Regions from separate parts of the Mus musculus genome. Here all the other regions are linked to region 1. A link is a contact called in public ChIA-PET data. All regions are on one chromosome and are shown on one strand. The core of a region is the stretch at or near the end of the contact, and the rest is flanking DNA. Distances in the headings are between cores, read along the strand shown.

Region 1 (3,783 bases), core at 878-3,377:
TCAAACTCAAGTTATTTAACATTGAGATAGGAAGTTTATAGAATGGATGACATGATTTTCAGATGACATTACAGCTAAATTCTAAACATAATCCAAGGATAGAATCATAATTCTTTCAGTTAGGAAATACGGTAGAATACTTTGTCTAATTGACAAATTGGTAGACTAAATGTCCTTTGTTCCTGGTACTATATAATTTACTTAGTTTTTACAGTTTTGTTCAATTTATATCTGGGAGAAGAGGTTTTTGTTGTTGTTGTTTTTACTTTTTATTGGACAGAAAAGGTGAAGTATAGGAGGAGGTGCTGATACTAAAGTCTGGTTCTTTAATTGGTTCTTGATTTGGTCAATAAAGGTGGGAGCCAATTGCTGGGCGAAGGTAGAGGTAGGACTTCTGGGTCCCAGGGAAACAGAAGGGGCTTTTCAACCAGGCCTTGGAAGAAGCATGAAGCAACCATATAAGACCTTGGGGAAGCTAGAACTGGTGGCCTCCGCCACTGGCGGATAGCCAAAGAGGTCGACAAAGACTGGCTGATATAGGCTAGCAGCTAAGATTAGAACAAGAGATTCTGCACCCAGCAATTGTGCTATCTGGCAAGTTCTAAAATAATAAAGCTGCCTGAGTGTTTTTCATTCCTCAGAGCAAAGGTGGGTAAAGATAGAAGTTGGGTCGGTGATGCCAACTTGATGAGGCTAGCCAGGAGGAACAAAAGAGGACCGGGAGGGACCTGGGTGCAGGCAGCAGCTCTAGGGTCGAGGCAGCTGGCAGCCTGGCGAAGGAAGCTGGGAGGAACAAACCGTAAGCTGAGCTTCAGCTTCAGCTTCTGGCTCTCCCGGGCTGGGGGATGGTTGTGATGGATCCTGGGCTAAGCTGGATGGAGCAAAGGGAACCGGGAGAGGTCAGAGTGCAGGCTGAGGTCACAGACAAAGACAATAGTGTGTTTTAAAAAAACTACATGCAGCAGACTAAGTCACGAGCGCTCTGCTTTTTTTTTTTTTGAATGAAATTTATCCCCTTATAAAAGAGCTCGAAGGTTGACTTTGTAGCCTGCCACTGAAATCACTGCTCTTTTCTAGAAGTTTTCTAGTAGAATTTTGGGAGTCTCTTATGTATTCTGTCATATCAATTTCAAATATGGATAATTTGACTTCTATTTGTATCTGTTTAGTTTCCTTTTCTTATCTTACTGCTTTATCTAGTGCTTCAAGCACCATCTCGAAGAAAGGTGGGGATCGTGGACAGCCTTATCTTGTTCCTGATTTTAATGGGCTTGGTTCTAGCAGCTCTTGTTATGTAGCCCAGGCTGGCCCTGAACTCTTCATCCTCCTGAGTGCTGGAATTGTAGGCATGTAACCCTTCCCTTGGCTTTCAGTCCCTGTTTAATAGTTATATTGAAGGTAATGGGATTTTACCCTGCAGTGTGAAACAATGAAGCAGACATAATCTTCCTTGTGTTTGGGAAATGATATTCATTACCAGGAGCCCCCTCCTGTGGCTAAGTGCAGCATCACCTACCACAGCCCTCTAGGAACAGAACACACTCAGACTGCAACCAGGGAAACATAACATATTCTCTCTCTCTCTCTCTCCCTCCCTCTCTCTCTCTCTCAGAGAGCCACTCTGGTGCAGCATTGCCAGCAGGAAAATGTTTTAGATTCATTTTACACCCTTCAGGCTGCTGTGTGAAATTCTCTTCTTTCTAGGTAACAGATGGCAAAGTGGAACTTAGCAGGGTTGGTGGCATGCCCAGCACGTTAGTCAGGATGGAGCAGAGTTGGAACCCACTCTACACTGCCTCCAGAGCCTCTCGGCGCCCCAGGTCTGTATCAGGATGACCAGTCATGGCTCATCACATCCCAAGTCCTTTGGCTGCAGAGGGGTGGCTGGGTTTAAATGAGTGTATTCTCTAGGCAGTGGCTCAGGCAAGGGCTCATTTAGGTGTTTGCAAGGCAGCCAGTGACTGGCATCGGCATCTGAGTGAAGGTGTAGTTCCAGCATCCTGGGCAGCTGCAAGCCAGATGGGCACCATGACTCAGCCTGCCAGGACCTCCCTGCACACCCCGTACACCTTCCTGCCAGTGGTTTCCTGTGAGATGGCCCTCTCCTTTGAGCCTCTGCTCAGAGTCTCCCCCAACACTCCCCACGGGTTTCCTGCATCTTTTCCCTGTTGGGCCTCTGTACTCCTCACTGCCCTGCCCCCCAGCAACTGGCAGAGTTTTCTTTCTCACTGTCAATCTGTGGTTTCTTCAGAGTCCCTCCTCAAAGGCTGACTGTCCTGAATCTGCATAGACTCCCCACAGTGCTGGTTCCATGCCTGGCAGCTCCATCAGAGAAGGTATGCTCATCTGACACAAATTCACCCAGACCTGCGTTGGGCATGCTGATAAATAGAGGGGCTCTTTTTACATAGCCCGAGCATGTTTACACCAGACAGCTACAGGAATGAAGTTATATGTGTGAGCATCCTTGGGAGCTTGGAGGAGCCTGCCACGTGGTCATGGAGGGTGGGGGCAGGATCGTAGAATGCTGTCACAAGATTGCATGTGCGAAAGGGCATTGCACACAGCTACGGGCCATGGGTGGCAGCCACAAGCATGCTAATTCAGGCATCTCATTCAGAAGGAAGCAAATGGTTCTCTGAGGCTCTGATGCCGGGGGTGTGTGAGAGGTGAGGGGAGAGGAACAAAATCAGGACGGACATAGAACATCCTCTCTCAAGGATGCGCTGGTATTACAATGCCTGGGGTCTATGTATCGCGCTGACTCTGACCTCTCTGGATTATGTATCAATTCTTATTTCTCAGTTGGGAAAGTACAGATCACTTTTCCTTATGCAGTAGACCACAGCTGCAGAGGCAACGGCTCTCAAACATGACTGCTGCAGCAACAACCACTTGGGTGGCATCAGAGCCTCAGCTCTGGAGAGTTTACCCACCTCTACCCTGGCAGTGGATCGCCTCAACCACTTAGAGCAAAGAGGACTCCACAGTTAAGAAGTATGGGGGGGGGGGGGATTCACATTGTGTAGGAATACATCGAACTTCTGTGGTAAGCAAAAAAAAAAAAAAAATGTATCTTTAATTTGGCTGAAATCATCATTTCTCAAACATTTTGATCACAGTAATTAGTAATTAGTCACTAAATACCTGCCAGCCTGAAGAGAGGGCTGAATGTTGAACCGAGCTGGATTACACGATCCCAGCCTTTTTCAGCCCTAAAACCCGCTGCCTTGTGAACAAAGACTACGTCATGTAGCTGGGACTAATAATAAAGTATAACGGGGGTGGGGCGATACAGATGTGCTGACATTCATCCTAACAAGACGATGGGCCAGTGCCAGGCACAAGAGGGGACGAGCAGGTGGCAGTGGTCAAGGGTCAGCCGGGAAGCACAGCGGTGGCCATAGTCGGGAGAGAAGCGACATAGGATGCGGGAAAATAAAACATATGAGGCGACAGACAACACCAGGAAGCCTCGGTCAGGTATAAAGCATGTGGCAGGCGGCAAAGCCTGAGACTGTCACAGACATTTCTGGGTACCAAGAAAGGCTCAGGTGGGGCCACAGGAAGAGCCTTCATTCATGGTGAGGGGCCCGTTTCCTCAGGGCCACAGGAGCCATGAGAAGGGACCTTGGGGGAGTGGACTATGCAAAAGTCGGGAGGATCCATCACGGAAGCTGGCAGACAGTAGCCATGCACTTCAAACTGTTGTTCAGCCACAAAGAAGACTGAAACCCTTAGCATTTACACGGGCGGGCCTAGGGGTGAACAATGACGTCAGGT
Region 2 (3,783 bases), core at 405-2,904, 960 kb after region 1:
TTATGCTTGTATTATTCTGAACCGTGCCTAATGAAACTGTTTTGGCCTGGCATGGTGCCACATTTGAGTCTCAACAGGAGTTCCACGCCAACCTTGGTAATAGTAAGACCCTCTCTCAAGACAGGAAACAAGGTGGCTCCACAGGTAAAGGGGCTTGCACCCCCACCCCCACCCCCACCCCCCACCACAGCTTTGATGTCCTAAGTTCAATCCCCAGGGCCTGCCTGGAAGGAGAGAGTCTGATCTCAACACAGATTTCATGGCTGGCACACACACATGACACTGAGTATGTAGGCACACATGCCAGTAACTAGGAATGAGAGGACCCCTGTTTGGGAGACTAGGTGTGGCTCAGCAATAGAGTACTTGTCTAGCACACATGTGCCTCAGGAAAAAACAGAAAAAGATGGCGGAAGAGCACTTGCTGCTTTCTCAGAGGACCCAGGCTCAGTATTCAGCACCCACATGGCAGCTCACAACCGCCTCTAACTCCAATTCCAGGGGATCCAGTGTGCTCTTTTGGCCTCTTCAGGCACCAGGCATACCCATGCACACAGTGCACATACATACATGAAGGCAAACCACTCACACACACAAGTCGTTTAAGATCTTATTTACACACACACACCCCCCACCACCACCACCAGAAGCCAGCCGCTGCCACCATGTGCTGCTTTCTTGGCTCTTTGCCTATCTCCTAGAAAGTTGCAGGGTGAGGCTTAGTAGAACACATCAGTCAGCACGTGACCAGGGGGCATGGGACCTGTACTCCTGACAGGCATTTCCCTGCATCTCTAGGCAAACTCCTGAGTGCACTCTCCTGTCTTGAGCCTAATTGAGAAATGAGGTGTGTGTGTGTGTGTGTGTGTGTGTGTGTGTGGTGGTGGGGATGAACAAGGAAAGAGTAAGGGACAATTAGAGGTGACCTGGGTGTCACTTGATAGAGTGTTTCAGTCCAGATCTAGTTTCTTGGCACTGCTTCGGAAGGCTCACACGCAAGTCCCTTAGCCAGGCTTCCAGCTGCATTGGAGCTGACATCTGTGATGGGAGAGGAAGGTGGGTTTGGTTAGTTTTTATTTACCTGTGAAAATGAAACAGGTAAGGTCTGCGGCTCAGTGACAGATGGCTCGCTCAGCCTGAGACCCTGGGTTGCATCCCCAGTCCCGGAAGTAAGACAAGAAAACTTGAAAATAAAGTAGGGACTCAGGAGGAGGGTGGTATCCTGGAGACGCAATGGGCAGTTAGATTCCCATTCTAAATAAGTGAAAGAGCAGGCTTTGCCCTACCCTGGCGCCTCCAGAGGAGACCTGCTCACCAAGGGCCACCAGGCGATACTGTAGGCTCCAGCCTGTGTAAGAGAGCAACATCCCAAGAGCTCTTTGGCACAGTCAGTGCAAGGCTGGCACTGAAATTCAGGACTTGCGTCTCACAAGTCAGACGTGTTAGACAGAAAGTTCCTTACAAAGAGCATCCCGGCCCTGTTCAGAAGCTGAGCAGCTTTAGATCAACAACTTTCCCAGGCTCCAGGTTGCTCTCTCTAAAAAGGGCACCACATTAGTTCCTACCTCATAGCTGTCTGTAAGGGACGGGTGAAGTTCACATGAGAGGAGCTGACTTCTCCACACCCAGGAAGTGCTGGAACATTTTAACCACAACCGGGTCCCTCTGTGGCTCCTCCATCACACTGCTGCCTCTCCCCACAGGCCCAGCGGCTTCCTCCCTCAGTCGGAGCCTCTGACCTGGTTCTGGGCTTGAGCAGCTTGTGTGTCCTCAGGCACTGCTCAGCCTCTTCTTCTGCTGCTTCCTGCCCTCTCCCTCTAGTGTTTGCTTTCTGAGATTATCAAAGCTATCTCTGCGCAGGATTGGCTCACACCAAGTGAATATATCATTGTGGGAACGTAGCCACAGGGCAGCACACTAGAGCGTGTTACGGAAGATTCTATTCTGGAGGCTAACACAAGGAGCTGGCAGGGTAGCATGCTCCTGGCTGTCACATCACCCCATCCCCAAGTGGCTCCCAGGGCCATCTACTTGGTCCTGCTCTTCCTCCAGCTCTCTCAATTGTGGCCTCTGCTGGCACCAGGTCCCCATGCCAGCCCTGTCCATTTTGAACAGTGAAGGTGGGTGGTCACTGCATGGAGAGAGCCTTTGTCTGTTACTGGAACTTGGCATCCTCTGTTTCTTTGCTTACGGATGAGTTAAGGTCTTGTCGAGCCTGCCCTGTCCACTCCTCACCTGGATACTTTTCCTATAGGATCACCCTTGGGTTATGGGCACCTTAGTAGGAGGTGGATCCTTCATCTCAGACTGGAGAAAGTGATGTAACCGTGGTCTGAGAAGGGCGTGACCACACCTTGGCAAGATGCTTCCATTGGTTAACCTTTTCTTCCACGAAACCAGCTTAGAAAGTGAAAGTCAGTTTTGCTTTCAGCTACAATTGAGCTTAAACACAGGGAATGTTGACCCCACTGAGCAGCTGACATCTGAAGGCTCCTGTGAAGTGAAGCTCTAAGAGGTGACAGAAGGTGGCTTAGAGTGGCTGCAGGTGGCTTCAGTAGCTTCTTATCCCCCAGTGCTTCAGGAAAAGGAGCTGCAGCCACCGACAGGTGACTGTTGAGGAATGAGCCAGCGGCTCTGCACCTTGGTCTGGTGCCCCAGGGTGTGATTTTGTCCTCTTCCTTGTCAGCAGTACTGCACCACCACCATTTACCCCGGGGCAGCCTCCCTGTCCCTACACTAAACCAGTCCTCCAGAGATCTCCTCCAGTTTTCTCGGGTGTCTCTGAGGAACTCCAGCTGACCAGAGCCAACAGGCACTGCTGGCTTACCTGGAAGATGTGTCTAAATATGTATAACAGGCCTGGACAGACTTAGGAAGAAATGAAAGCGTGCTGCTACATTGTCCTGGAGTTGTTTTCTGTATATATACATTTTGGCTTGTGAGATTTATCACACGGGCTTGAGAAAAAACAAACCAAAACATTTTGGTATATACACCTCATTTAATTAAAAAAGTGTTCTTACCTTTATTTATTTGTGTATTTATTTTATGTGTGGTGTGAGGAAGGGCACGTGCACGCACCAGGGTGGTCGTAAACATCCATGGGACACAGCTCCTTCCATCCCGAGGGGGCCCAGCTCAGTGGCAAGCGCCTTTACTCTCAGAACCATCTTGTTTGCCCACTGCATTCCATTCTTTGTTTTGGTTTTTGAAACAGGGTTTCTCTGTGTAACTCTGACTGTCCTGGAACTTGATCTGTAGACCAAGCTAGCCTTGAACTCAGAGAAATCCACCTGCCTCTTTGCTCCTGAGTGCTGGGATCAAAGGTGTGCACCCCTCCTTTATCTTCCCCTTCTTTTCATTCTCTTTTCTGTGTGCGTGCATTGCTCTCTCTCTCTCTCAAAACATTTATTTATTTATTTATTTATTTATTTATTTAATGTATGTAAGTACGCTGTTGCTTTTTTCAGAGACACCAGAAGAAGGAGTCAGATCTCATTACGGATGGTTGTGAGTCACCATGTGGTTGCTGGGAATTGAACTCATGACCTCTGGAAGAACAGTCAGTGTTCTTAACCTCTGAGCCATCTCTCCAGCCCCCCCCCCCCCTTTTCATTTTTAACATGTCCCTTCAAGCTACCATGGTACCTGATTTTTGTTTTGTTTTGTGTGTACGTGTTTAAATGTATTTATTTGTTTGATCTATATATCTGTACACCATCTATGTCCGGTGATTAGCGAAGCCAGAAGAGAGCATCAGATCCCCTGGGACTGGAGTTGTCC
Region 3 (3,783 bases), core at 433-2,932, 840 kb after region 1:
AATATATTTTGATTGCGTATGTAATGAAAGAACTTTTGATGAGTTTTAAATTTTCAAGTATACCAGGTACAGTTGTGCACACCTTTGCTCCTCCCAGCACTTGGGAGGTAGAGGCAGGGGTATCTCTGGGAGTCAGAGGCCAGTCTGGTCTACAGAGAGGTCCAGGACAACCAAGGCTCTACAGAGAAACCTTGTCTTGAAAAACAAACACAAAAATTTAAAACAGTCTTTTGAATTTTACTATTTCTCTTTTGATGTGCATAGTTCTTTTTTTTTCAGATTAAATGCTAAATGACCTAAGTCTTGTTATAAAATATTTTAGTAATTGTATATAATTCATCATACCTTCCTATGTCCATTTTTTCTCTGTATATCACTTTTTCCCTTTTTTCTTTAAGCAAGAAATGGAGACTATACTGGAGTTACAGCTCAGGACACATTTACCTAATATGTTCAAGGACTTGGGTTCAATTTCTAGTACAGAAAGTAATTGAACAAACTAGCCTGAGTCCATTTCCTTGCATTCCTGATCCTGACTAGCAGAATAGAACCTTTATTTATGAGTCAGCGTTTTACCTGATAGCCACCCCCCCACTCCAACCCCCCCAGCCTTTGATTACTTAATGTGTGAATTTGTAGATGAATGTATGTGGACCTGGCGTGAAGGTGAGGTCAGCTTTCAGTTCTCTCCTTTAACCATGGGGTTCCAGGAATCAAACTTAGGATTTCAAGCTTGGTGGCAAGTGCCCTTCACAGCTGAGCCACTGTTCTGGCCCTTACCCCGTATTCTTGACCATTCTGGAACTCGATAAGTGTACCATGTGGCCTTATGGTGCTCTTTCTACATCTCCTTCCCCAGAATTGAGTTTATAGTCCTGAGCCACCACACAGGGATTTTCCTTACTTACAAGGTCTCCCGTAGCCTAATCAGGCCTCAAATTCATATGCAGCTCGAACTGCCCCTAAAGCATCTACCTTCATCACCATAAAGGTATATGGATGTGGAGGGCACAGGATAACTTTGGAGCCGGTTCTTGCCTTCAACCTTGTAGAGTCAGGCTTAGACGCATAAAGGAACTGTAGGACCGTATACCAGAAACGTGGCTTTTTTTTTTTTTAAACCAGCCATTGCTGATCGGAACTCTATGCGTGTGCAACTATGCCCGGCCTTCCAAGTAGAGGTTTCTGACAAGGTGACCAGTTTCATACCAAACTGAAATGGGTTGGTTACAAAGCAAGCGTTTTCAGGCCCTGCTTACTACTCAAATACGGTTTCGGGATGGCTGCCAACAGCTAGACTAGCAAGGCCAGGCCCTCTATGGGTAGGTTCCCAGTGTCGTGAGAAAAAGCAAGTCGCAGCTGGTGGTGAAGGCCGGCCCATGTAATGACGGAATTGGGCTGAAACCTATTGGTCACGGAGAAGCGAGAAACCCGTACGAAGGCGACCGAGCGAAACGAGTTGTACAAGACTAGCATTCGAAAGAAGGAAACGGAGACGCGGAAACTCGGCCAAGAGTTCGTCACTTGTCCAAACCTAGACAACGATGTTAAAAACAGGTCTCGGAGAACGAACAAACCCGGCCGACTAGCCACGGAGGGGCCCACCTTGCGTTCGTGTCCCCACCCCCGACACAAAGAGGAACCGGAAGCCCCTTACCGGAAGCAGTACCTCTGCTCTCCGAGGCATTACACATTCCTCCGCGCGCCGGAAGCGCGCGTTCCACCTTGCGGGGTAGCTTTTCCCTCGCCTCTCCTCGAGAGAGGTCGCGGCGCCTTGAGGGGCCGCGCACCCGGGGTGGACGGAGGGCGCAGAACTTTGACAGGCAAGCTGTGAGAAAACAAAAAACCAAAATAAAACAAAAAAGCTCCGCCGGCCGTCATGGAAGGGAGCGAGGAGAGAAGACCCGACTAGACGTGGCGGCGGTGGGATTTTGTTTCCTGCGGTGGCGGACTGATTTAGCAGCACGTTAACTTCCGGGAGCGTCCTGCCCCTGAGAGGAAAAGCCCTGAAGGAAACAATAACAAACGAGCGGAGGGAGAGCGGCTGGCGCTCCTGTGAGGACTCGTTCTCGTCCTAAGAAGATGCGCTGCGGCCCCAGTGCGGGGACGTGAGAGGGCTTTGGTGGCCGTCAGCCAAGCCTTTCCTCGCTTGTGCACCTCAGGCCCCCCTGGCTTTTTATTTTATTTTTTGGTGACCATGGCGTCCGTGGGCCCGGGGGGCTACGCGGCGGAGTTCGTGCCACCGCCCGAGTGCCCGGTCTTTGAGCCCAGTTGGGAGGAGTTCACAGACCCGCTGAGTTTTATCGGGCGCATCCGGCCCTTTGCGGAGAAAACGGGCATCTGCAAAATCCGGCCACCCAAGGTAGCGTCGCCTGAGGGCGGGGACGGGGGGCGTGCTGGGGCGGCGGGACGGTCCTCCTCCTCCCCGTGGCTTTCCTCTTTGGGGGTCTTCCGTGCTCTCCGGGGGCCCCTCCCTCCTCTCTTGGTGTCCCGAGGCCACTTTTGAGGATGTTTTTTGCCCTGGTTTCTGAACGCAGTTTCACGTCCACTTTGACATTTTATTTGATCGCGTGTGAGTGTGTGTGTGTGTGTGTGTGTGTGTGTGTGAGAGAGAGAGAGAGAGAGAGAGAGAGAGAGAGACAGACAGACAGAGAGACAGACAGACAGAGAGAGGGAGAGAGGGGAGGAGAGCGAGAGAGCGCTCGCGGAGGGGTCAGAGGACATTTTGTAGGAGTCGATTCTCTTCCTGCGTTGTGGGGGTTGTGGGTCTCCGGGCTCGAACTCAAGATTGTCAGGCTTTGGCCTGACGACTGGGCCATCGCATCGCTTCTCAGGTCCCCCTTCAAAAGACAGAAAGAGGTGTCTCTGGGACCTTTTCCTTCCCAGAACTTATTGGGCACGGATATTGTAGTGTGGATTGGAGGTAAGGATAACAAAAGGCTTCAGGCCCTTCCTAGGGAAAGGCGTTTGAAGTGTCCTGTCATCAGCTCACGCACCATCTTTCTGTTTGCGTGTTAAAAAAAACCCCACTAATGTCGACCGTTTTTGTGTCCAAGCCTACTGATGTTCAGTTTATCAAACCTTTGCAGGCCACTACTCGGGTTTCTTAAATTTAGTAATCCGAACTCAGGTTGTCTACAGGGTGATGTCACTAGACTAGAACCCCCACGCTAATTATTACTGCAACAAGGAGGCATCCTTGAGAAAGATAAAGAGCATTAATTTTTTGTTTTTGTTTTTGTTTTTTTAATGTAGAGGTTTAGAAAGAATTGGCCAATGAATGGTGATGGAAGAAAACGTTGAAATCTCTATATGTAAGAAATAAGAAAGTAAGGGACAAAGATTCCCAAACTGTACTATAAATAATCAAGTTTGCCTATAAATTGGTTAATTAACCTCACTTTCTAAGGTTAGGAAAGCAAATGATACCCGGTAATGAGTGGAATTAATTCCCTCGGAGGTTAAGTTATATGCTCAAGGTCAAAGGGTGGTTTTGTTTTTTTAAAAAAAAAAAATATTAGGTGTTTTCCAAATAATGTTGTTGGTGTGGGAGAATGCTGCAAGGCCCAGGCTTCCATCCTCACTAACATGGGAGAAAAACCTTGTCCAAATGTTGCTGAAAAATGAGCACCAGCGTCAACTGGATGTTGTTTAGAAGAGATCCCTGTGCCTTATTAAAGTAGAACCAAAGTGTGGCTGCAGATGTCATTTATTTGGTTCTACGGTTCTCTTCCCTAGCAGGCACCCAGATGACTTTTGTCCTTGTTGTTAAGATGGTCAGGC
Region 4 (3,783 bases), core at 581-3,080, 670 kb after region 1:
CCCATCTCACAGCGGCACTGGAAGCCTGAGAACTGAAGAGAGAGCGGTGCACCCGCCATGTGAGGTCTCCAGCTGCACCAGCTGGGCGAGGAAGGAATGAGGGCTGGGTGAGAGCAAAGCACCTGGGCTGGGTCAGGGTCCCAGGTGGGCACAGTCCTGCTGACTCATGCTGGCAAGTCAGTCAAAGGGGGCCCCTCAGGACTGTCGTCACCCCAGCACTGGGGACTCTGTGCTCCCTGAATCCTCTCTTGTTTATTCCCTCTATAGTCTATTTCATCTATGGCCAGTACCAAGGATACTGCAGTACAGCAAGCAAGATGCTCCATTGAAGGGGGTCTGGCACACAACTCCTCTTCCGTCTGCTAGGCCCTTTCTGAATGAATGCAGAGTTCATTCACTTGTTCATTAGCCCTGTCAGGTGAGGTGCTGCAGCACCGAGGGAGACAAAGTCCACAGTCCCCGCAGCAGCCGTTGGGGTGGCATGAAGGGTCATTTTATCTCCTGGCTTCCCCACTTTAGACACTTTATTCCCTGCTAACCCTTGCCGTTTTAGGAGATTAGGAGGGCAGGACTGTACGGCAGGCAGGGATCTTCACTGCATCCTAGATGTCTGCGTCTGATAGAAGGAGCTGGAGATGTGGTTTGTTGAACTGGACTGAATAGGCGGGCATCTTGGCAGGCTCTCTCCGGGCTGGATGGGGTGGAAAATTCAGCACCTTCCCCTTTTCCCATCTAGCTGACAGATACCATGGCCTGCTGGGGGTCTTCTCACCTGGACTACAGCCAGAAACTGTCAGTACTTCTTGTTCTAATTGCATTACATTCCAAACAAGAACTCTCGCCTTTTGAAATGTATGCTCTAGTGGGGAGGCCACACTCACTCTCATCGTGGTGTGCAATGTTGACTTTCAACTTCAGAACTAACTTCTGGGTTTGTTTGTCATTGTTTGGAGACAAAGGCATCTCTCTCTCTCTCTCTCTGTTTCTTTTCTTCCTTCTTTCTTTGTTTATTTTTTATTCTACATTTAGACTTCTCTCTGGATTCAGGTTCTCCATTACAGCTTGGAGAAATCCCGTGGCTCAGATGTACTGAAGTGGCAGAGCCCTTCAGCACCCATGACGCCTCAGCTCTGGTGTGGCCGAGGATGAAAAGAAAGGGGCCTCGGGCTCTCGGAGACAAGGCAATGGTGTGCCTATAATGGGTATAGGGGAGAGATGCTGCCACCCATCCTGGCTGCCAGGATAAAATGAAATCTGGGCTTCGTTTCATTGGTTTTCCTGTGGGAAAACCTAGAAATACTACATTAAAATTCTTTAGACTGGTCCTTTGAGGGTCTGTTTGGTTCTTTTTTGAGGCAAGATCTCTCACTCTTGAAGCCCAGGTTGAACTGGAACATCCTACGTAGCCCAGGCTAGCCTTAAACAAGCCTCTTACCCCAGCTTCCTAAGTACTGGGTTTGAAGGTGTGAGCCATAATTCTGGGTGGGCCTTTTGAGGTTTGTGAAAGCTGGGTGTAGTGGCTTAGCGACCCAGGTCCCAGATCCCAGGAACTCTAATACTTAAAAGCTGGGTGGTCCTGGCAACCTCACTGAACTGTTCTGACCCTTGGTTTCCGGGGAGCAGAGGGGGGGGGGAGGTGCTATTAAATGAATTAAAAGGCAAAATCAACATGAAACTGGCCAGCAGAGGCGCGCAGAAAGAGACTTCCAGGGCAGCCATGGATAGGGCAGTGGTCCTCATGCCCGGGCATCTCTCCTGATTGTCTGATTCAGTCAGAGAACCTGCCTACCCATCCCCCGCCCCTGTTGGGGATCCAGCCTACGAGTGAAAGGGAAGTGGTCTGTCACCAAGCCACGCCTCTGACCCAGCACCTTCGTTACTGTGTGCTCCCCGCTGCTTCTGCTTCCACATCAAATCCACACGCGTTGAGAACCATATTCAAAAAAAGAGCGCCGGCCTAAGGACTTCCATATGGGCACACAGCCCTTCAGATCTGACCTTTGGGCAGCCAATTTCTTGGAACTTCGGTTCCTTCACTTACAAATTTGGGACTAGTTCCATTTTCAGAGCTGTGCTCGGCAGGCAGCATTGTCTTTGTTGCTCTTTCCGTGTTAACTCTTTTACTTGGCTCTTAAAAGTAGGATCCACGGGGCAGCGGGGCAGCGGAGGTGGGCTGGGTGGACCTGGAGAATATTTGCTTTGGGGGAAACTCTAGAGCCAAAGTGGACTCTAGAGCTAAGTGCCAAATGGGGCTGAAAACCTCCAAGCAAAGTTCTGACCCAGAAAGTGCTCTGGTCTTGGGTGAGCACTGGGGGGTGGGGGGGTGGGGGGAACAGATAGATCCTTGGGCAGTTTGTGTGTGGTAAATCCACGGTTAACTGCACTCTGAGTAGTCTTTCCTAAAGGCCACTGGCCAAGTTCTGTTTGCAGGGGAGATGGGCGAGCTCTCCGCAAAGAGTAAGCAGGCCCCGCCGCGCTCTCCCACGCAGGTCCTCCCTTGCAGCCTCTCTGCACATTCTGCCTCCTCTAGTGGAGGACCAACCCTATTGTCGCCTGTAATTCTCACTTGGGTTTCCGAAGACTCAGATTCCTGCCGGGGAGGGGCTGAGCTAACCTGAGCCTCTCTAAGCAGTTTCCTGGCCTCCCCTGCGGGACAACCGCAGTCCCGCAGCCCTTCCCCCCAGCCCCCCCGAAGGCCACGCCCCTCATCTTTAATGTTGCACGGTCCAGGCCCAGTCCTGGGGCCTTGGGCAAGAGCTGGAGCCTCCCAGGGAGGTTGAATCCAAGGCTGGAGGAGCTTTCAGGGACAGTCAGGGATTATCACCAGAATAACACGCAAAAGACACCCCGCCCTACCGCGGATTAGAGGCTGTTGATTTTTAAGGGCAAGACGGCTGCTCTTGGCATGGAAGGCCAAGGGCGGCACAGTGGCGGCATGGGGCCTGCCCCAAACAGAGAGCCGCAGGAGTCTGCCCTTTTGTGGGTTTTGGCCTGAAGACAGTGACAGCACCGGGCCTGTCAGCCCTATGTGAGGATTACAGTCCAGGAGAGAAAAAGACAGTCCTTAGGGGTGGAGCAGGTTTTCCAACAGATGTCCCAAGCCACTCCCCTGTCCCGGAAGTGATGCCACACCCTAAAGCTCTTTTCTTTAATAAATTTGTGGGAAAGCAGTGTGTATTTGAGACACTTAAGTTTCTTCTCCAGCATCCTAGCACCAAACACTAGCAAGGGACTGAGCTCGGGGACTGTGCAACCCAAGAATATGCAAGAGAGGATCTTAAAGGTGGAGACAGCTTAAGTTCAAGACCAGCTGGGCTATGCAGTGAGACCGTGTCCAAAGGGGCAGGGAAGACAGCAGAAGAGGGAGCCATATAGAGGCCTAAAGAAGGCCAAAGGCCAACACAGACAGGGGAACAGAGCCTGTACCAAGGGAAGGGGTCTAGCAGAAAGAGGACACTTCCTCCAGGGGCATAGAGCAGACAGGCCTCCAGAACAGGCAAGAAGGGTGGAGTATGTTTAGGGAACTGTGACTAATGTGTACCATTGCTTCTCAGCATCCTGCTCCGGGCACAGGCAGAGCCTTCAAAAACGGTTAGCTGTTAGTCCGCCCCATGGGGAAGGGTGGGGAGAAGAGTAGGAGACAGGCTGGAGAGATGAGCAGCCCAGAAGGCAGAAGTCTGCAGGCCAAGAGCAGGAGCAGGGACCCTGGATACACAGTGTCATCACGCTTGGGCGAATATTTCCTTTTCTTGGGAGATTGGTGTGGTATGGCATGCCTTGGGT
Region 5 (3,783 bases), core at 482-2,981, 560 kb after region 1:
AGGATCGCAAAGTTATTTGTGGTATTTTCCTTCCTCTGTTTTCCTTATATTCTATATAAGGCTTATGCAATGCTATATTAATAATCCAAAATCGTATTGAAACCCCAAACTAAATCTAAGCCAGTGAGATGATAGGGACTCAGAGTCAAGAAGGCAAATGCTTGGCTCAGGTGAGAGAGGAAACCGAGCACAGACAAGCAGAAGTGTCTTTCTCCACTGTGTGCCTTTCAAAGTCAAGTTCAAAGGGCTGGGGAACTGCAGGCTTTTGCAGGATGGTGGAGGAAGTGGCCAAGTACAGAAGTTGAGAGATGCATCATCCCAAGAGCAAGGGAGGGGTGTGATGGAGTGAGGTGTTGGCTCAGCCAGGTTCTGCGTGGCCTGGAATCCAGCAAAAACCTTCCTAGCTGCACAGGTCGAGAGACACCCAGAGTAGCACATGTGAGATGCTTACATCCCACTTATCAGCAGAAGATACAGATTGTGGTTTCAGATGCCAGCTGAGCCCTTACCAGATGTGCATAACCATCCATTCCTGCCTTGGTTTATTTGTGTGTTCTGTTTACTATAATCTCACACAGGAATTCATTTCAGTGTATTTTCACCTTATGACCACCCTGTCGCAGCCGCCATTTTCCTCTTGTATTCAATGACATAGGGAAGTAGAAAAGGATACACACAATATGAAATGGAGAAGATTGTTGTATAAGAAATGTCTCCATGAGTTGTGTGAGCCAGGAAGAAAGCAGAGCTTGGCAGTGACGCCTTACCCTCAGCATCAAGGCCATTCTCCAGGACAGATGGAGTTTGAGGCCAGCCTAGGCTGCATACACACAAAAACCAAAACAAAAATCAAGAGGCCGGTAGTGAGGACTGTGTTATAAAAGTAACAACTGGCAGCTTCCGCCTTCCAAGATGACTACAGTCGCTCTGAAACTCCCGTCTTCCTGTGCTGTACACAGAAAAAGAAATGAATTTCCTAGTGTTGGGTAGTGAGTGCACTCCACTGTAAAAAGTATGAACTTGCAGTCAGAATGTCCAGGGTGTGAGTGTCAACACCATCGAGAGCTTCTGAAATGAACTCAGAATTAAGTTTCTTCAATTCCAACCTCCAGTTGTGACTGTAGGGAGGGGGAGTTGAGGAAGAGTTACATTTGTCTCAAGGTAATAGACTTAAAAGACACGCCTTTCACTCTGTGCTCTTACTGCTTTGAGTAGCAGGTATGAAGAGCCAGCCTCAGGAGTTGTTTGTCTGTGTTGTGTGTATGGGAGGCTCTGCACATGGCTGAAGGTGTGGTTCCTCCCCCCTCTCTTTTTTCATTTTTCTCTGTGTAGCCTGGCTGTCCTAGAACTCACTCTGTAGACCAGGTTGGCCTTGAACTCATAGAGACCCACCTGCCTCTGCCTCCTGAGTAGTGAGATTAAAGTAGTGGGTCACCACCAGCTGACTATATTCTGTTTTGTTGTTGTTGCTGTTGTTTAAATAATGGCCATATATTACTTTTCTGATCAGGAAAAAAAAAAGTGACTACATGAACATTTAGAAAATTCTCTCCACATTTTGCAGATGAATGAAACCAAGGTACCAGATAGGAAATGACTCACGGAAGATCACGTGACTATCAGTGGCTTTGTGACGAAGTTCAGGAAACCACACTTCCATTTCGTACCCTGATCACCCTGGTCTGCGTTAGTTACCAGTAGTTTTTATAACACGAATCTTCTGAGCATCAGTTTTGTCTGGGAACTCTGACTGTTCTGTGAAGAAGGAAGTGTTCCTTCAAAGCCGGGGATCAGTTACGTATACTCTTCAGCTGAGGCTCACTGCTAGGGGAGCTTCCAAAATCAAAACCCTGTTCTCATGGGTCCTCCAGTAAGTTCTTACTGTTCCATGTGCACTAGTGACATCAATGTCACAGTGCCACTGTAAATTTGAGAACTGTGGTGGGGGTGGGGCAGGAACTGGTTGTCAGAGGAACATGAGACACAAAAATCTTTGTCCTGGAGCTGTTCACAAATTTAAAAAAAAAAAAAAATTCTCTGCCCCTTTATTTTCTTCAGCTACCCCCTGGAAACGTGTCCAAAGACAGAGTGTGAGGGGACAAGGAACCTTGCGGCTGCTTTGCAGTTGGTAGATTCTGCAATTCACAGTGCAGCAGGGATTTGAGGAACCCAGGTAAAGTAACAAATGTAAAACCACGCCCAAGGCCTGGAGGGCGGCTCCCTGAAAGCCTGCTCAAGGGCCTAGGTTTGATCCTCAGCTAATCAGAAGCCACCGGAAGGAGTCTGGGGTACCAATTGGTGCTAGAGCATATGTTAACATATGAGTGTATGCAAGGCTCCGGGCTCAGTCTCTAGCAGGAAAACCCAAACCCATATAAAGTAATAACAAAACCCCAGGGCAAGTACAATCCCAAGAGGAAACCCTCATGCTTGCTATAGACTGAGCGGTGGTAATGACTCCAGTGAAAACAAACGAACAACCCTGGCTGGTGCGGGATTCTGATAACTGAGTGTAGGGAGCAGAGGAAAGCCTTAATGGGCACTGCCATGTAAAGGCCCCCAACCTCAGACCCGTGGGTACGGCAAAGCTTTCCCCTGGCGAGGCTCAGAGACACAGCAAATTCTGGTCCAAGTACATGATTGGCCTACTAACGATTTGATCAGCATGTACAAACCTTAACAACCGGCAGCTTCTGCCTTCCGAGATGACTACAGTCGCTCTGAAACTCCTGTCTTCCTGTGCTGTACACAGTAAAAGAGATGAATTTCCCAGTGTTGGGTAGTGTGTGCACTCCACTAAGCAAGCATAGCCCACCCCATCCCAGCTTCTCTGTACCCATCTGTGTGTCTGTTTTGCATTCTGACATCCACCTAAGCCAGGTTTCCAGGACCATGCTATGAAGGACACGGAAGTAGAGGAGTGTGGAAGACCAGAAGGAGGGATATTATGAGAACTTTGAACTTTCTGCTCTAGAAAACAAAATCTTTAGACCAACAGCTGAAACTCGGGATATGTCCAACAGGTACAAAGCCTTAGGTTTATCCACAGTACTGCCAAATACAAAGAGCAAACAGAGAAACCCTCCCCCTTCTCCCCTTCCCTCCACAGCCCACAATCACACCAGCAGGCAGAAGGACCAGGAGTTAAAAGTAGACTTGCTTCCTTGGGTGACTGTGAGTTATTACTATCGATAGCCTGTTAAACACCACCATAGCTGTATCGACTGCGTACGTGTGCCTGCCCCAGTGTGTGTGCTGGAGCTGAGATGTGGAGGTTAAGGTGGAGCATGGTGGAGCATTTGGAGGGAAGAGAAGAGAACTGGAGGGAAGAAGTCTCAGGTGAGCTCTGGTCCCATCAGTGAGGATCTTGGGCAGCTCTGTCTGCATTTAGACTCCTCAACTGTGAACTAGATAATTAATAACTTGGTGAAGGCCAAAGGAAATCAAGTACCCACAAAGTCCCCAGAGACTATTCAAGGAGTTGTTACAGGCATGGTTACTTACATGTACAGACAATACATGCACATGAGAAAAGTGCAACCAGGAAACTACGCTTATAAATAAGCAATTCTACCATAACCAATAAACTACTATTGATTGCCAGAAGGTTAGACAAGGACTCTTTGAGGAGTTTTGTTTTTTGTCTGGTCTCCAATCTCTGGTTTCTATTCTCTGCTCAGAATTGTTGATCTTAAAAGTCCTCTTCTGAGTGATAGAAAGATGATTCTATGGTTCAGGGCACTTGTTGCTCTTGCAGAGAGGATCTGGGTTCAGTTCCCATCA
Region 6 (3,783 bases), core at 632-3,131, 520 kb after region 1:
CAGAGAATTACAAGTAAAGAGTGAACTCGACAAACTGGCTTAACAGAGCCAAATTTGGGATCCAAACGACCGAATAAGAAAAAAGGGGGTGGGGCATTACCTGCAATTCACACCAGGCGACTTCCACAGTGGTTTCGGTGTCCAGACCTTTGTAGACTGTCTTAAAGGAGCCTCTGCCGATTTCGATGTCAAATTTGAGAAAGCGACCGTCATTGGACATTCCCACTGCCTTGGTCTCCAGCTCTTCGATATCATCCTGTTGCTGGCTCCTATCCTCCTGCGCCTCTTTGGCGCTGGCGCCACCACTGCCACTTCCACTTCTGGACGGCGGTGGCTCCTCTTTGCTCCCCACGAGGCTGGGCTGGGACACCGGGCGGTCTTTGCTGGTACTGCTGGGGACGGTCGTGGTGGCCGAGCCTACAACGGCTTGTTCCCCAGGGGAGGCAGCAGCCGAGGGTTGCTGAGACACCTGGGAAGCAACGGTGGCGGTCAAAGTTTCCTCTCTGTGAGGTTCGGGTGGAGCACTCTGGGGCACCACTGCAGGTACACTAGGTTGCGGGATAGAGAGAGGGAGGCCCGGCAGCTCCAACGCGGTGGCATTGGAGTCGCAGATGACGCTTCGGCGGAAGAATCGGTGCTCCGTGGGGGTGGTGGTGGCGGCCGCCCCACGACTGTCCTTGTCCATAGTGTGCCGGCGGCGCCGATATTCCTCCGTCCTGCCAACTCCCGAGTCGGCGACCGTAGCCCCCAGTTTCTCGCCCACGGAAGAATCGGAGCTTGAGCCATTCTTGGGGACGGGCGCCGGAGGCGTAAGGAAGCCCGGAGTGCCGCTTTGCTTCTCGGCGGCACCGTCAGACATGGTCGGTCCGATGGAGTGAAGAATGCGGGCTCGGATTTATGAATGAAAAGGGAAAAGGGTGACCCGGAGAAGCCACCAAGAAGTGCTGGGCAGCGCTCCTACGGCGGGCTCCGAACCACCGGACGACTCCCACTCAGCACTGACAAGGCGCCCCGAGGGCGACGCGGGACACTGAGTCCGGCTGCTGCGGCGGCTGCTGCTGCTGGCACCGAAGCTGCTGCGGCTCACGGGGCGGGCTCGTCGGCGGGCTAGGAGGGAGCGGAGCCACGGGGGTTAGCGCCGCACAGTCCGCATCCATCCTGCAGCGAGCGGAGGCCGGTAGGGCTGGGGCAGCAGAAGCGCCGCAGTCATGAGGAGCAGGGCGCGGAATTGGCTCCTGGGCGAGAGGATGCGACCCAAGTGAAGACGGCTAAGCTCCCTCCGCTGCCGCTGCCGCCGTCGCCGCCCGCCCGCCGAGCACGGCGGGATAGGCCCTGAGGGCGGAGGCACAGCGCGCGAGGGACGAGCCCCGACGCCGGGCGGTGGCAGCCCGGGGCACAGGAGTGGGAGGGGCCGCGCAGGGGAAGGAGGGCCGCGGCCCGGGTTCCCGGTCGCTCGCTCGCTCGCTCGCTCGCTCGGCCGCCGCCTCAGGCAGCACGCGCCCCGGAGAGGGGACCAGTCTCAGAGGGCGCCCATCACTAGATGCTGAGGGCCGAAGCCTCGAAGCCTCGAAGCCTGAGGAGCGGCCCCCCCCGTCCCCGAGGCCTCCCCGCCCGCCCCGGGCCTGGCGAACCTCTTCCCCTCTCTGGCCGGCGCCGGGGGCAGAGGAGGGAGGGAACTGTGGGGAGGGGAGGGCCGCTCACCGCGGGGCCCGGGCTCCGCTACTTCTCTGGCCAGGAGGAGAGGAGACCGAAAGAACTGGGAGGAGGGGGAGAGGGAGAGAAAAAGAGCAGTCACCCCACTAGGCGCCTTCTGTCAGCGAAGAAGGGAGTACGGAATAGCCGAGCAGAAGGAGCGCGTCCGCCCGGGAAAACTCTCCGCTTTAAATGGCGCCGATGTCTGAAGCCTCCACACAGCCCGCTTGGACCCCGCCCCCCGCCGCCCGGGGCGGCCCCGCCCACATCGCGCTCGGGGGGCTCTCGCGCAGGCGTGCCGAGCTCGAGGCACGATGGGATTTGTAGTTTCGCGGTGAAAACCGTGAAAGGAACCCGGGAGGAACGCGCCTACTACTTCCGTGATGCCCTGCGATTGCTCTAGCCTGGTGCCTCCTGGGAATTGTAGTTCCTTTTTTTGAAAACCGCCCCATCTGAAAGCCTGATGGGAGCGTCATCGTGGGTCGCTCAATTCCGTTCCAAACTCAGTGCTCGCTATCAAAATCATTATTTAGGAATCAATTGCAAAAGAAGAGAAGAAAGGAGAAGAAAAGAAAGGAGAGAATGAGAGACTTCCGTCATGTTCTGCTTAGATAGCTCGTAGAGCTGCCATGCAATGAAAAATGATGTTGTTCGTCTTTAATGGAGAGCCTCCTTAGTGTTGTGACTAGGGGTGTGGGAGTGGAGAAGGAGGTAAAGCTGAATAACCTGAGCCTGAATTCGAAGACTCCCAGAAAACTTTGTGAAGAGTGCACATACCATCACTGTTGATTAGATGGGTGAGGGTAAACAAAATATATTCCATCCTTCTCTTCTTCACAACAACTAAAGCCGCATGCTCATCTCCAGTTTCCAAACAAGTACTTTGGCTGCAAAGATGGGCTGCCTACTAAATAAAACCCAGGATCAGAGCGAACCTCTTTGCTTTGCCGGAAACTTAACGGGAACGGGAGGTGTAGGGGGCGGGGAGAGGCGGGTGACAAGCATGGGAGGAGGTCGAGTTCGAAGATATTCTACATCTTTAATCTTTGATTACAAACTTGAGAGGACATAGTTGACTTTTGCCTCTATATTTGAGTAAAAATTATTTTCCTTTTGTTTTCTTATACCCTGCCTCGGTGGCTCAGTAAAACATCCCCTTTCTGTACTACACTTGCATATGTACACATATGTAATTTATACCAAGGCGCGGATCTCCGGAAACCTAGATCCGTGCAGTTTACAGTAATGGAATTCTTCTCTTCAAAATATCTTTAGTGCTTCCTGGACCACCTTTGCTACTACGTAAGATTATAGTTGTGATGAGCACCAGGGGGCACCAGACAGAGTAGGAAACCAAATTTATGAGCCAGATGGCAGTTACAAGTCTTAACCCAACCGGTGAGAGCGGGAAGCGCTTAAACGTACGCAACCGCACCCGAGCGTGAATACGCTGCAGTCGCAGCCCAGGACTGGAGCGAGCTCTGAAGCGCGTTTTCCTTGTCCAAGACTATATGAGAGGATCTCTGAGTGATTTGGAAGCGGCTAAACGGAAGATTCCTTGACTCAGTGTATCTAGATAAACTTCGCATAGAGAAGTCTTGCTATACAATTAATATTAACTTATCAGAAACGTTTAAAAAGAAGTCAGCACGTTTCCTTTTTTTTTTTCTTGCCGAAATCTACCATGTAAGTTTTAGTGTTTGTTTGAACCCTATGGCTGTTAGATTTAATAAAGAAGGCAGGTTGTGAACAGTTTGAAATACAAGTGCAGAAGGGGCAGGAAGAATACTGAAATATTAGTGCTCTACTGTTTTAGAAAATCATTAGTTCACTTTATTAATGGTAAGTCTGTTTTAGTACATTTAATTAGTGGTTTATCTCCAGTGATAAATCTAATGTCAGCAAATGAAGAAGTAACTATGAAGTGCATTTTTCTTGTACTTCTTAAGACTGTTGATTATAATTTTCTCAAAGTTGCTTTACCAGAGAAAACTTTGTTTATAACACAAAGAAACTTAATTATACAGTGGTGGGTTTTTAAAAGACCAGTAAATCACAGTTTTTTTTTTATTTATTGTATGTTTGTTTCTA

Evidence for each region. ChIA-PET counts read pairs in DNA pulled down with a chosen protein or histone mark.
Region 2: an RNA polymerase II ChIA-PET map of memory CD8 T cells shows a contact between it and region 1, with 6 read pairs. The contact joins two enhancer-like sites. A contact is called at or near these places in 1 of 39 promoter capture datasets (liver) and 1 of 115 datasets of contacts at active chromatin or transcription factors (memory CD8 T cells).
Region 3: an RNA polymerase II ChIA-PET map of memory CD8 T cells shows a contact between it and region 1, with 10 read pairs. The contact joins the promoter of Kdm5a here to the enhancer-like site in region 1. A contact is called at or near these places in 1 of 39 promoter capture datasets (neural stem cells), 8 of 115 datasets of contacts at active chromatin or transcription factors (the 230-238 cell line, acute myeloid leukemia, astrocytes and 4 more) and 2 of 9 other capture datasets (embryonic tail and pancreatic islet).
Region 4: an RNA polymerase II ChIA-PET map of memory CD8 T cells shows a contact between it and region 1, with 14 read pairs. The contact joins two enhancer-like sites. A contact is called at or near these places in 3 of 15 datasets of contacts at CTCF or cohesin (embryonic stem cells, large pre-B cells and pro-B cells) and 8 of 115 datasets of contacts at active chromatin or transcription factors (astrocytes, cardiomyocytes, embryonic stem cells and 3 more).
Region 5: an RNA polymerase II ChIA-PET map of memory CD8 T cells shows a contact between it and region 1, with 5 read pairs. The contact joins two enhancer-like sites. A contact is called at or near these places in 2 of 39 promoter capture datasets (hippocampal neurons and liver) and 1 of 115 datasets of contacts at active chromatin or transcription factors (memory CD8 T cells).
Region 6: an RNA polymerase II ChIA-PET map of memory CD8 T cells shows a contact between it and region 1, with 22 read pairs. The contact joins the promoter of Wnk1 here to the enhancer-like site in region 1. A contact is called at or near these places in 2 of 39 promoter capture datasets (cranial neural crest and embryonic stem cells), 1 of 115 datasets of contacts at active chromatin or transcription factors (memory CD8 T cells) and 1 of 9 other capture datasets (adipose tissue).

Annotation. Positions count from the first base shown.
Region 1 is chr6:119,520,059-119,523,841 of GRCm38.p6, forward strand. The region is part of intron 1 of Wnt5b (wingless-type MMTV integration site family, member 5B); the gene reads right to left. It overlaps Gm30690 (a long non-coding RNA gene), which reads left to right. Exons shown (of 3, transcript XR_869405.2): 1 at 1-799; 2 at 1,705-1,820; 3 at 2,252-3,783. Among named protein-coding and RNA genes, the nearest start is that of Gm30690, 3.9 kb to the left of the region's middle. Within about 2 kb of position 2,128, at least 81 of the 459 cell types and tissues checked have an H3K27ac peak or open chromatin away from gene starts, as enhancers often do. A contact at or near this core is called in the 230-238 cell line, memory CD8 T cells and pro-B cells, where this site is marked.
Region 2 is chr6:120,484,532-120,488,314 of GRCm38.p6, forward strand. No RefSeq gene overlaps it. Among named protein-coding and RNA genes, the nearest start is that of Tmem121b, 7.5 kb to the right of the region's middle. Within about 2 kb of position 1,655, at least 81 of the 459 cell types and tissues checked have an H3K27ac peak or open chromatin away from gene starts, as enhancers often do. A contact at or near this core is called in memory CD8 T cells, where this site is marked.
Region 3 is chr6:120,362,417-120,366,199 of GRCm38.p6, forward strand. Kdm5a (lysine (K)-specific demethylase 5A) reads left to right here and starts at 1,683. Exons shown (of 28, transcript NM_145997.2): 1 at 1,683-2,362. The coding sequence starts at 2,198. It also overlaps a transcript of Ccdc77 not described here.
Region 4 is chr6:120,185,926-120,189,708 of GRCm38.p6, forward strand. All of the region lies in intron 1 of Ninj2 (ninjurin 2), which reads left to right. Among named protein-coding and RNA genes, the nearest start is that of Gm25327, 44 kb to the left of the region's middle. Within about 2 kb of position 1,831, at least 189 of the 459 cell types and tissues checked have an H3K27ac peak or open chromatin away from gene starts, as enhancers often do. A contact at or near this core is called in memory CD8 T cells and pro-B cells, where this site is marked.
Region 5 is chr6:120,081,425-120,085,207 of GRCm38.p6, forward strand. No RefSeq gene overlaps it. Among named protein-coding and RNA genes, the nearest start is that of Ninj2, 10 kb to the right of the region's middle. Within about 2 kb of position 1,732, at least 143 of the 459 cell types and tissues checked have an H3K27ac peak or open chromatin away from gene starts, as enhancers often do. A contact at or near this core is called in memory CD8 T cells, where this site is marked.
Region 6 is chr6:120,036,774-120,040,556 of GRCm38.p6, forward strand. Wnk1 (WNK lysine deficient protein kinase 1) reads right to left here and starts at 1,882. Exons shown (of 28, transcript NM_001199084.1): 1 at 101-1,882. The coding sequence starts at 859.